Linked DNA regions of Mus musculus: region 2 is linked to region 1. The links are chromatin contacts, called in public HiChIP or PLAC-seq maps. All regions are on one chromosome and are shown on one strand. Each heading gives the region's core, a stretch centred on a gene start, on an enhancer-like site or on the middle of the called end of the contact. The rest is flanking DNA. Distances are from core to core; before and after follow the strand shown.

Region 1 (5,070 bases), core at 2,401-4,900:
AAGACAGCCAGCTCTCCACAGAAAACCCCTGTCTCAAACAACCAAACAACAACAACAAAGTGTATGTACAGCGCTTGTGTATACCACACGTATGCTGGTGCCTATGGAAGGCACAGGAAGGCATTCTATTCCATGGAACTGGAGTTACTGCTGTTAGTGAGCCATCTGATGTGGGCGCTTGAAGCCAAATTCAGGCCTTCGGGATGAGCAGGACAAGCTCTTAACTGCTGAGCCATCTCCTGCCCCGTGCGAGCATCCTTAGCGTTTCTGGCTCTCTGCCCATTTGTGTATCCTGCTGTCTAGGATTACCTCAAAGATAGTCCTTGTCAGAGGCAGGTCTGACTCCCTGCCCACGTTAAGTAGTCAAACATTCGGGACTTCAGCCCATGAATTTAAACCCTCCTCTCAACTCTGGAATGACAGGTCATCTGTGGCTTGGCCTTTTTGTTGAGGATCAGAGGTTGGAGGTCAGCCTCGGCGACATAGCACATCTGAGGCCCGTGTAGTCTCATGAGGTAGGCATTTTTGGTTTCACAGGAAGGAAATTGAAGACGAATGTACCCACAAGTGTCCAAGCAAGGAAGTGGCTAGACCACTTAAAAAAAAAAAAAAAAAAAAAAAAAAAAGTGGGGCTGGTGAGATGGCTCAGCGGTTAAGAGCACCAACTGCTCTTCCAAAGTTCAAATCCCAGCAACCACATGGTGGCTCCCAACCATCCGTAACGAGATCTGACTCCCTCTTCTAGAGTGTCTGAAGACAGGTACAGTGTACTTACATGTAATAAATAAATTATGTGGTTGCTGGGATTTGAACTCCAGACCTTCGGAAGAGCAGTCGGGTGCTCTTACCCACTGAGCCATCTCACCAGCCCCAATAAATTTTTTTTTTAAAGTGCCGGGCGTAGTGGCACACGCCTTTAATCCCAGCACTCGGGAGGCAGAGGCAGGCGGATTTCTGAGTTCGAGGCCAGCCTGGTCTACAGAGTGAGTTCCAGGCCAGCCAGGACTACACAGAGAAATCCTGTCTCGAAAAAACAAAAAAACAACAACAAAAAAAACTTATTTGTTGTGTATGATGTTCATGTGTGTGGGCACACGTGACAGAGCATGTAGGCAGAGGTCAGAGAACATAGTACTGAAGTTGGCTCTCTTCTAGCTGGGGATCAACCTCAGGTCCTTAGGCTGGGTGGCATTGTCTTTACTCGATGAACCATCTCAGCAGGCCTGTCTCCTTTTGGTCTCCTATTTCCTATTGCCCAGGTAAACCTCCATCGCCTTGAGCTCCTCCCTTCAACCCACCCCCACTCCTGTCTCAGGCTCCTATGCGCCAGGCAGGCTGCGTTTGAGTCTATCTTATGCCTATATATGTCCTGTATCTGACCCTCATGTAAAGGCTAAATTTCAACTCATAATGACTCATAAAACCTTACAGTTAAAGAGCCTCAAAGGCCTACACCCAACCCCTGTCTCCTACAGGAAAGCCCTTCAGCTGGGCACCCAGCCCTCCATTAAAAATCACCAGCAGTGGAGAATCCACCGCACCTCGGGGTAGTCCCCCACACCCACGGAAAGTTCCTCCACCCTGAGCTGAGAGAGTCAGAATAGCAATACTTTATTTCTAGAAACAGAGAGAGGGGTTCCCCATGAACTCTGGGGAGGTGGGGGGGAAATGACTCAACAAAGAGAGAGGCCTCATTGGGTGCTGCACCTTCAGGGATGGAAGCGGCCACAGCCATGGGCAAAGGGGTGGAACTAAACTGTGGGAGGACTCTGGAGAGGTGAGTGGGAGGACTCAGCCCAGGAACACATACACACACACACACACACACACACACACACACACACACACACACACACACACACCCGCAGTGCTCCTTTCTGTTCCCCTCCTGCCCGGTGCACCTGGGAAGGCAACAGTGGGGCAACAGTGGGTGGACACAGCCCAGACACCAAGTCAGCGGGATTTGTGGTTTTTCATGGCCTCAAATGCCAAACGGAAGTATACTTTATTATCTTAGTCTCTCCTTCCCTCCCTCCCTCCCTCCCTCCTTCTCTTTCTCTGTCTCTCTGTCTCTGTCTCTCTGTCTCTCTGTCTCTCTGTCTCTCTCTCTCTTTCTCTCTCTCTCTCTCTCTCTCTCTCTCTCTCGTGTGTGTGTGTGTGTGTGTGTGTGTGTCTATATGTCTGTGCATGTTCAAAAAGCCAGAGAAAGCCGGGCAGTGGTGGCGTATGCCTTTAATCCCAGCACTCGGGAGGCAGACACAGACGGATTTCTGAGTTTGAGGCCAGCCTGGTCTACAGAGTGAGTTCCAGGACAGCCAGGGCTACACAGAGAAACCCTGTCTCGAAAAACAAACAAGCAAACAAAGAAAGAAAAAAAAAAAAACCCAAAAGAGGCAGGGCGTGGTGGCGCACACCTTTAATCCCAGCACTCGGGAGGCAGAGGCAGGCAGATTTCTGAGTTCCAGGACAGCCTGGTCTACAAAGTGAGTTCCAGGACAGCCAGAGCTATACAGAGAAACCCTGTCTCAAAAAAAAAAAAAAAAAAAAAAAAAAAAGTGGGGCTGGTGAGATGGCTCAGCGGTTAAGAGCACACACACACACACACACACACACACACACACACAAAAAAAGAAAAACAAAAGAAAGAAAGAAATATGGGCAGGGGATGGTGAAATGGCTCAGCAGATAAGAGCACTGACTGCTCCTGAGTTCAAATCCCAGCAACCAAATGGTGGCTCACAACCACCTGTAATGAGATCTGATGCCCTCTTCTGGTGTGTCTGAAGACAGCTACAGTGTACTTATGTATAATAATAAATAAATCTAAAAAAAAAAAAAAAAGAAGAAGAAAGAAAGAAAGATGGGCAGTCGTGGTTTAATGTTCAGCTCCGGGTACCGGTCAGCAGACCTTGGTAAATACTCAACCTCTTTGCCTTGCCGTCTACCGACACTTTTCTTGTTTGTTTTGTTTTGTTTTTCCAGACAGGGTTTCACTATATAGTTCTGAGTTCTGACTATCCTGGAACTCTCTCTGGCCTTGAACTCTGAGATCCATCTGCCTGTAACTTCCAAGTACTGAGATTAAGGGTGTATGCCACTGCCGGGGGTGGGCAATGGTGGGGTGGGGGTGGGGTGGGGTGAAAGGAGTAGGAAATGTGGGGGTGGGAGGGTGTGGGGTGGGAGGAGCAGGCGTGCTGGGGAGGCAGAGGCAAGCAGATCTCTGTGAGTTCCAGGCCACAGGGTCTAAAAAGCTAATCCAGGACAGCCAGTGTTGTGTTACACAAAGAAACCCTGTCTTGAAAAGCCACCAACTCTCTGAGAGTTCGTATCTTTAAACATGAATTCAGAGTGGCCCTTGGTTTGTGGTGCTGTTGTTGTTTTGGGGGTTTGGTTTGAGTTTTATACAGGTGACACAAAGATGGCAGAGAAGTAGCTCAGGCTAACACATAGCCACGGGCCCCTCCCTCCCTCCCAGATCACAGGCTCCAGCCTCCTAGGTCAGGACCTCTCCTCATTCTCTTTTTGGGGAAACAAAACTAAAGCCATTTGTAAAACCTGGAGAGGAGGGGGCCTCGGTAAAGTCTTTCACAAGGCCTTCGCTCCCCCCTTCCTGCCCCCAAACCGCTCTCCGAGCTCTAGCTCCTCTGTGTGACTCAACCTGAGACTGCTTTTTATAAGTCACTTCCTCTGCCGCTTCTCTGCTGTGGCTCCACACCTGCCCCCGAGGCTGTGGGCGGAGTTGAGAAATCAAGAGGCAGATTACACACGGGTCTGACCTGAGCCTGAAACTTGTATCTGGGAAGGGCCTGTGGCCACTCTCCCCTGGCAGGAAACGCTCCCTGGGGCTGGATTTAGCTGGGTCCAGTCACTCTGACTGTTGCTATGGAGCATTAACTACAGGGCCTCTGCAGGGGCTTCTGAGGGAGGGGCATTCAAGTAGAGACTAACTGTAAAACTTGAGTGGGGGTTGTGTTTTGTTTTGTTTTGTTTTGTTTTGTTTTGTTTTTGTTTGTTTTTTTGAGACAGGGTTTCTCTGTATAGCCCTGGCTGCCCTGGAACTCACTTTGTAGACCAGGTTGGCCTCGAAGTCAGAAATCCACCTGCCTCTGCCTCCCGAGTGCTGGGATTAAAGGCATCCGCCACCACGCCCGGAGAGTTGGGGTTCTTACGCAGTCTTCTGGCCTCTAAACCTCAGATCTTACAGGTAGCTGCAGAGCGTCCTCTGTGGGTCAGGACTGGAATTCCAGCTTCCTGGGAGGCTGAGACAGGAGGATCCAAATTCAATGTTATCTAGAGCAATTTACTGTGACTATCTTAAACTAAAAAGCAAAGATAGGCCTGAGGACATAGCTTAGGGGTATGGTACTTGCTTAGCATAGGTAAGGACCTAGGTTCAATCCCCACTGGGGAAATAGTTGAATGAGAGTTGGGTCAAGGCTCTGGTAGTGACCATGAGCAGAAGAAACGGGAACACAGCACAGAGACTTCCTAACCCAGGCTATGGGTTATCATCCTAATTTGGGAGGTAGAGGCAGGAGGGTCAGGAGTTCCAGGCTGTCCTTGGCTAGGTAATTTGAGATCCTGTTTCTAAACAACACAAACAAATTACCAAACAAAGAAGAATGTCTGCCAGGAGCCATGGCATACAACTTGAATCCCAGCACCCAGGAGACAGAGGCAGGGGGATCTCCATGACTTTGAGGCCAGCCAGATTATAATTTCCTTGTAGATCAGGCTTGCCTTGAACTCACAGAGATCCACCTACCTCTGCAAGGTCATCACATCACAGGACATCTATGCCTGATGAGTTTTCTTCCATTTTCAGGTCTGAAATATACTACCATAGCCCATGCTGACCTTGGATCTGTTATGTAGGTCAGCCTGGCCTCGAACTCACAATTCTCTTGCCTCCTTCTCCTGAGTACTGGAATCACAGGCATGTGTCATCGTGCCCAGGTAAGATCACAGAGTTCTAGCCGGGCGTGGTGGCGCACTCGGGAGGCAGAGGCAGGCGGATTTTTGAGTTCGAGGACAGCTTGGTCTACAAAGTGAGTGCCAGGACAGCCAGGG
Region 2 (4,418 bases), core at 1,271-3,770, 270 kb after region 1:
ACCAAATCTCATGAAAGAGATGTATTGGAGGGTCCAGCATGTGGAGGGCTGAATCCAGAAATGGCTGCCCTCTGCTCCTGGGCGAGGACTGGACAAAGGGCAGAGCTTATATGGGCTTGCTTAGTGGAGGTGCTTTAGCAGGGCAGAGATTTCCAGATGTAGGATTGGTGGAATTTTAAGTCCTGAGCTTGGGGCGCTCAGAGATTGGTGGCTTTTCTCACCCCTTTTCCCTGCATCGGGTCCATGGATTAAGGTGGGAAGTCCTTCCCAGCCACAGCTGGCTTTGGCTGAGGCGCCATCTCTGAGGAGGCTGGAGTGGAGTTGTGGCCACCGTGGACAGCTCCTGCTGAGGTGGGAAAGAAAATGCTCCTGTGATAGTTGCAGGGTGAGATGTCGTGTTTGTTTGGGTTTTGGTTTTGGTTTTTCGAGACAGGGTTTCTTTGAATAGCGCTGGCTGTCCTGGAACTCACTTTGTAGACCAGGCTGGCCTCGAACTCAGAAATCTGCTGCTTCTGCCTCCCGAGTGCTGGGATTAAAGGCGTGCGCCACCACGCCTGGCAGGAGCCGCCATTTTTGACAGCTGCTGTCGGGGCATAGGGAGAGAAGGAGAGGCTGGTGGCGGGCACTTTGAAACATTCTATCCTGGGTGGATAATCCTTATGACTCTCCAAGTAAACAATGGAGGCTGGAGAAATAACTCAGCAGTTAAGAGCCAGAGGACACAGATTCAATTCCTAGCACCCACAGGGCAGTTCACAACTACCTGTGACTCCAGTTTCAAGGGATCTTCTGTCCTCTTGAGGGCGCCAGGTATGCACATGATCTACTGATAAACTTGCAAGCAAGGGCTGGCAAGATGGCTCAGTGGGTAAGAGCACTAACTGCTCTTCCCAAGGTCCTGAGTTCACATCCCAGCAACCACATGGTGGCTCACAACCATCTGTAATGAGATCTGATGCCCTCTTCTGGTGTGCCTGAAGTCAGCTACAATGGGTTTTTTTAATTTTATATATATATATATATATATATATATATATATATATATATATATATATAATTTTATTCGAGACAGGGTTTCTGTGTATAGCCCTGGCTGTCCTGGAACTCACTCTGTCTGTAGACCAGGCTGGCCTCGAACTCAGAAATCCACCTGCCTCTGCCTCCCAAGTGCTGGGATTAAAGGCGTGGGCCACCACTGCCTAGCTGCTACAATGTTAATATATAAATCTTAAAAAAAAAAAAAACAACTTGCAAGCAAAACAAAACATACAAAATAAAAATTAGGGTAGAATTTAGAAAAGTAAACAACTCACAAGTCTCAGTTCCTAAAACATACAAGATTCACAAAGTCCCCTCCTCAAGTATATATGAGCAATAAGGACTGCTGGAGAGAAGAGACTTTCTAACCTGTCCAGCTGCCTTCAAGTTCAGCAATGAACTCCAGGGATGCAGCTTTTGTAAGTCATGCTGGGGTGACTTTTCTTTTCTTTTCTTTTCTTTTCTTTTCTTTTCTTTTCTTTTCTTTTCTTTTCTTTTCTTTTCTTTTCTTCCTTCCTTCCTTCCTTTCTTTCTTTCTTTCTTTCTTTCTTTCTTTCTTTCTTTCTTTCTTTCTTTTTTTGTGTGTGTGACTTTTCAATAATGAAGCTGACTGATTTGGAGTCATCCATGCTCCTATCTGTAACCCCAACACACTCATTGGCTCATCACTTTGGGTGAATTGGTGCTGGTTAGTTTTATGAATACTTTGGTCTGTCATTGGTTCCCTGGCTAGGATAAGTAGACAATTGTTTTCGTTTCCCTTAGAAAAATCACACTAAAGGAGAAAAAGACATTTTCTACAGTAGTGTAGCCACTGGTAAAGTGTCAATACTCCCGTAAGCACCCCTTACCCATGTTCTTGTAAGAGGCCTGAATAGAAACTCATTGGTTCACCAAAAACAAAAAAACCATGAAAGCATAAGGGGTTCGCGCCTGCAGAGATGGCTCTTGCAAAAGACCTAGGTTTGCTACCTAGCATCTAGAAGGCAGCTGATAACTGTCTGCAACTGCAGTTCTAGGAGATGCAAATGGCGCTTTCTGGTCTCCACAGGCACCAGACACACACCTGGTGCATAGATATATGTGAAGGCAAAACATCCACATGCATAAAAAATTAAAGATAAGAAAGCAGAAAGAAGCCTGGCCGTGGTGGCGCAAGCCTTTAATCCCAGCACTCGGGAGGCAGAGGCAGGCTGATTTCTGAGTTCTAAGCCAGCCTGATCTACAAAGTGTGTTACAGGGCAGTCAGGGCTCCACAGAGAAACCCTGTCTTAAAAAACAAAAAAACAAAAAAGGAAGAAGGGAGGGAGGGAGGGAAGGAGGGAAGGAAGGAAGGAAGGAAGGAAGGAAGGAAGGAAGGAAGGAAGGAAGGAAGGAAGGAAGGAAGGAAGTCCTGAGATGTTTTGACACTGCAGAGCTTGACCACAGCCCTGTGACCCAGCACAGCACGGAAGGGTGAGGACCCAGACTATTCTGTGTTCCAGAACAGAGTTCACTGCCAAGAATCAGTTCTATTCACTGGCCTGTAAGAGACACGTGCACCGTGTTTACCCGTGATGAAACCAGACAGATTCCAAATTCCAGTCCTTTGCCTCATAGACGCTTAGTTGACCTTCTTACTTGTCCCCGCCCACCAAGCTTTGAATGAGCTTCCGTCTCCTTCCTCTGAGTCTCAGACCTTGAGCCAGCTCTTCCCTCCTCTTCCTCCGAAGCCCCTCGTGAGAATGGGCTGGATTCAGAGCCAAATATTTCCCATCTCCTTACCCATCAGCCACCATGCTCCCGCTGCTCTCCCCACTTCCTCTCCCGGGGCTTTCCCTGAACTGTTCTCTCTCTCCTGTGAAAGAAAACCTGGTTTTGCCCTTAAGACCTTGGAGATGTTTCCAGGTCAGAGCCCTCCTCACTGCGGCGGTCTCAGAGCCCTTGTAATTGCAGTAGCTCCTCCCTTTTTAATAACCCGTAACACCCCCTCCCCAGATTTGTTGTTTTCTTAACTCACCGGCGTACACCAGTACCCATAGCTGATGAGTTCACGAGGTTTTGTAAAACATTTGCATTTTGTACAAATAACCTCAGGTTAGGAGGTCAGAAACCAGAATTGTTCCAGGGCCAAGAAGTGGGAGTGAGTGGGTGGGGGAGCAGGGCAGGGGAGGGTATAGGGGACTTTTGGGATAGCATTTGAAATGTAAATGAAAATATCTACTTAAAAAATTTTAAAAAAAGAAAGAAACAAGAACTGTTTCATTTATATAAAGTTTGAACTTGCAAACTGAAAACAAAATTTAGGGATGCATAAGTAAATATTCTGTAAATCGGAAAAAAGACTCAGGTCATGCAAGTGATCTTGGCACCTGGGAGAGGGAGGTAGGAAGTTTAACTACAAGTTCAAGGCCAGGCTGAGCTACAGAGCATGGACTTGTCTCAAACAGGGGGTGGGGCCGATAAGGTGAATGACAGAAAGAAAGCAAAACTCAAAGAAATTATTAACTGAAATTCAGGGTAGTCATTAGCTTTGGGGCAATGATGAATTGAGAAAGAGCCCTCAAGGCTGATGGAGGTAATGACCGGTGCCACAGTAGCGAGGGGCATTATACTGTTATTTTTTATATCTAATAGATATACTTTTTAAAGAGTTTTTAAAATTATTTTTACTTATTTGTTTATTTTTGGTTTTTGAGACATGGTTTCTTTGTTTAACCCTGGCTGTCCTAGAACTCACTCTGTAATCAGGGTGGCCTTGAACTCAGAGATCTGCCTCTCAGTGCTGGAATTAAAGCTGACTATCACGATAACCAACTGAAAAAAATTCTCTTAAGACAAAGTCTTGCTATGTCCAGGCTGCTAGGAACTCCTAGCAATCCTCCTGCCTCAGCTTCCTAAATGCTGGGGTTAACAGTTGTATATATACTGCAGGGCATGGTGGTGCACGCCTTTAGTCTCAGCACTCAGGAGGCAGAGGCAGGCAGATTTCTGAGTTTGAGGCCAGCCTGGTCTACAAAGTGAGTTCCAGGACAGCCAGGGCTACACAGAGAAACCCTGTGTCGAAAACAAAACAAAACAAAAACAAAAACAAAAAATCAGTTGTGTACTATCAGGGCCAACCTAAAAAAGAAAAAAAGGAAAAAAAGAACTATAATGATTGTCCATATAATTGTTGGTGGGGACAATATCATGTTTGGATTTTATTTGTTTTTAGTACTGTATGTGCAAGATTTACACATAGGGACAAACACGTCATGGCACTCTGGAGGTCAGAGGACAGCTTAGTGGCACTGGTTCTCACCTTCCATCTATCTTTTTTTTTGGTTCATTGAGACAGGGTTTCTCTGTGTAGCCCTGGCTGTCCTGGATCTCACTCTGTAGACCAGGCTGGCCTCAAA

The links. HiChIP or PLAC-seq counts read pairs in DNA pulled down with a chosen protein or histone mark.
Region 2: a contact with region 1 is called in an H3K4me3 HiChIP or PLAC-seq map of embryonic stem cells, with 27 read pairs. The contact joins two enhancer-like sites. A contact is called at or near these places in 18 of 39 promoter capture datasets (3T3-L1-derived adipocytes, the HPC-7 cell line, HPC-7-derived erythroid cells and 10 more), 2 of 15 datasets of contacts at CTCF or cohesin (the NIH/3T3 cell line and large pre-B cells), 3 of 484 Hi-C or Micro-C datasets (B cells, the HL-1 cell line and bone marrow-derived macrophages), 19 of 115 datasets of contacts at active chromatin or transcription factors (the 230-238 cell line, the HPC-7 cell line, T-cell acute lymphoblastic leukemia and 13 more) and 4 of 9 other capture datasets (adipose tissue, liver, macrophages and 1 more).

What each region holds. Positions count from the first base shown.
Region 1 is chr4:133,839,866-133,844,935 of GRCm38.p6, reverse strand. No RefSeq gene overlaps it. Among named protein-coding and RNA genes, the nearest start is that of Gm12974, 26 kb to the right of the region's middle. Within about 2 kb of position 3,650, at least 180 of the 459 cell types and tissues checked have an H3K27ac peak or open chromatin away from gene starts, as enhancers often do. A contact at or near this core is called in embryonic stem cells and pancreatic cancer cells, where this site is marked.
Region 2 is chr4:133,568,538-133,572,955 of GRCm38.p6, reverse strand. No RefSeq gene overlaps it. Among named protein-coding and RNA genes, the nearest start is that of Gpatch3, 4.0 kb to the left of the region's middle. Within about 2 kb of position 2,520, at least 55 of the 459 cell types and tissues checked have an H3K27ac peak or open chromatin away from gene starts, as enhancers often do. A contact at or near this core is called in embryonic stem cells and pancreatic cancer cells, where this site is marked.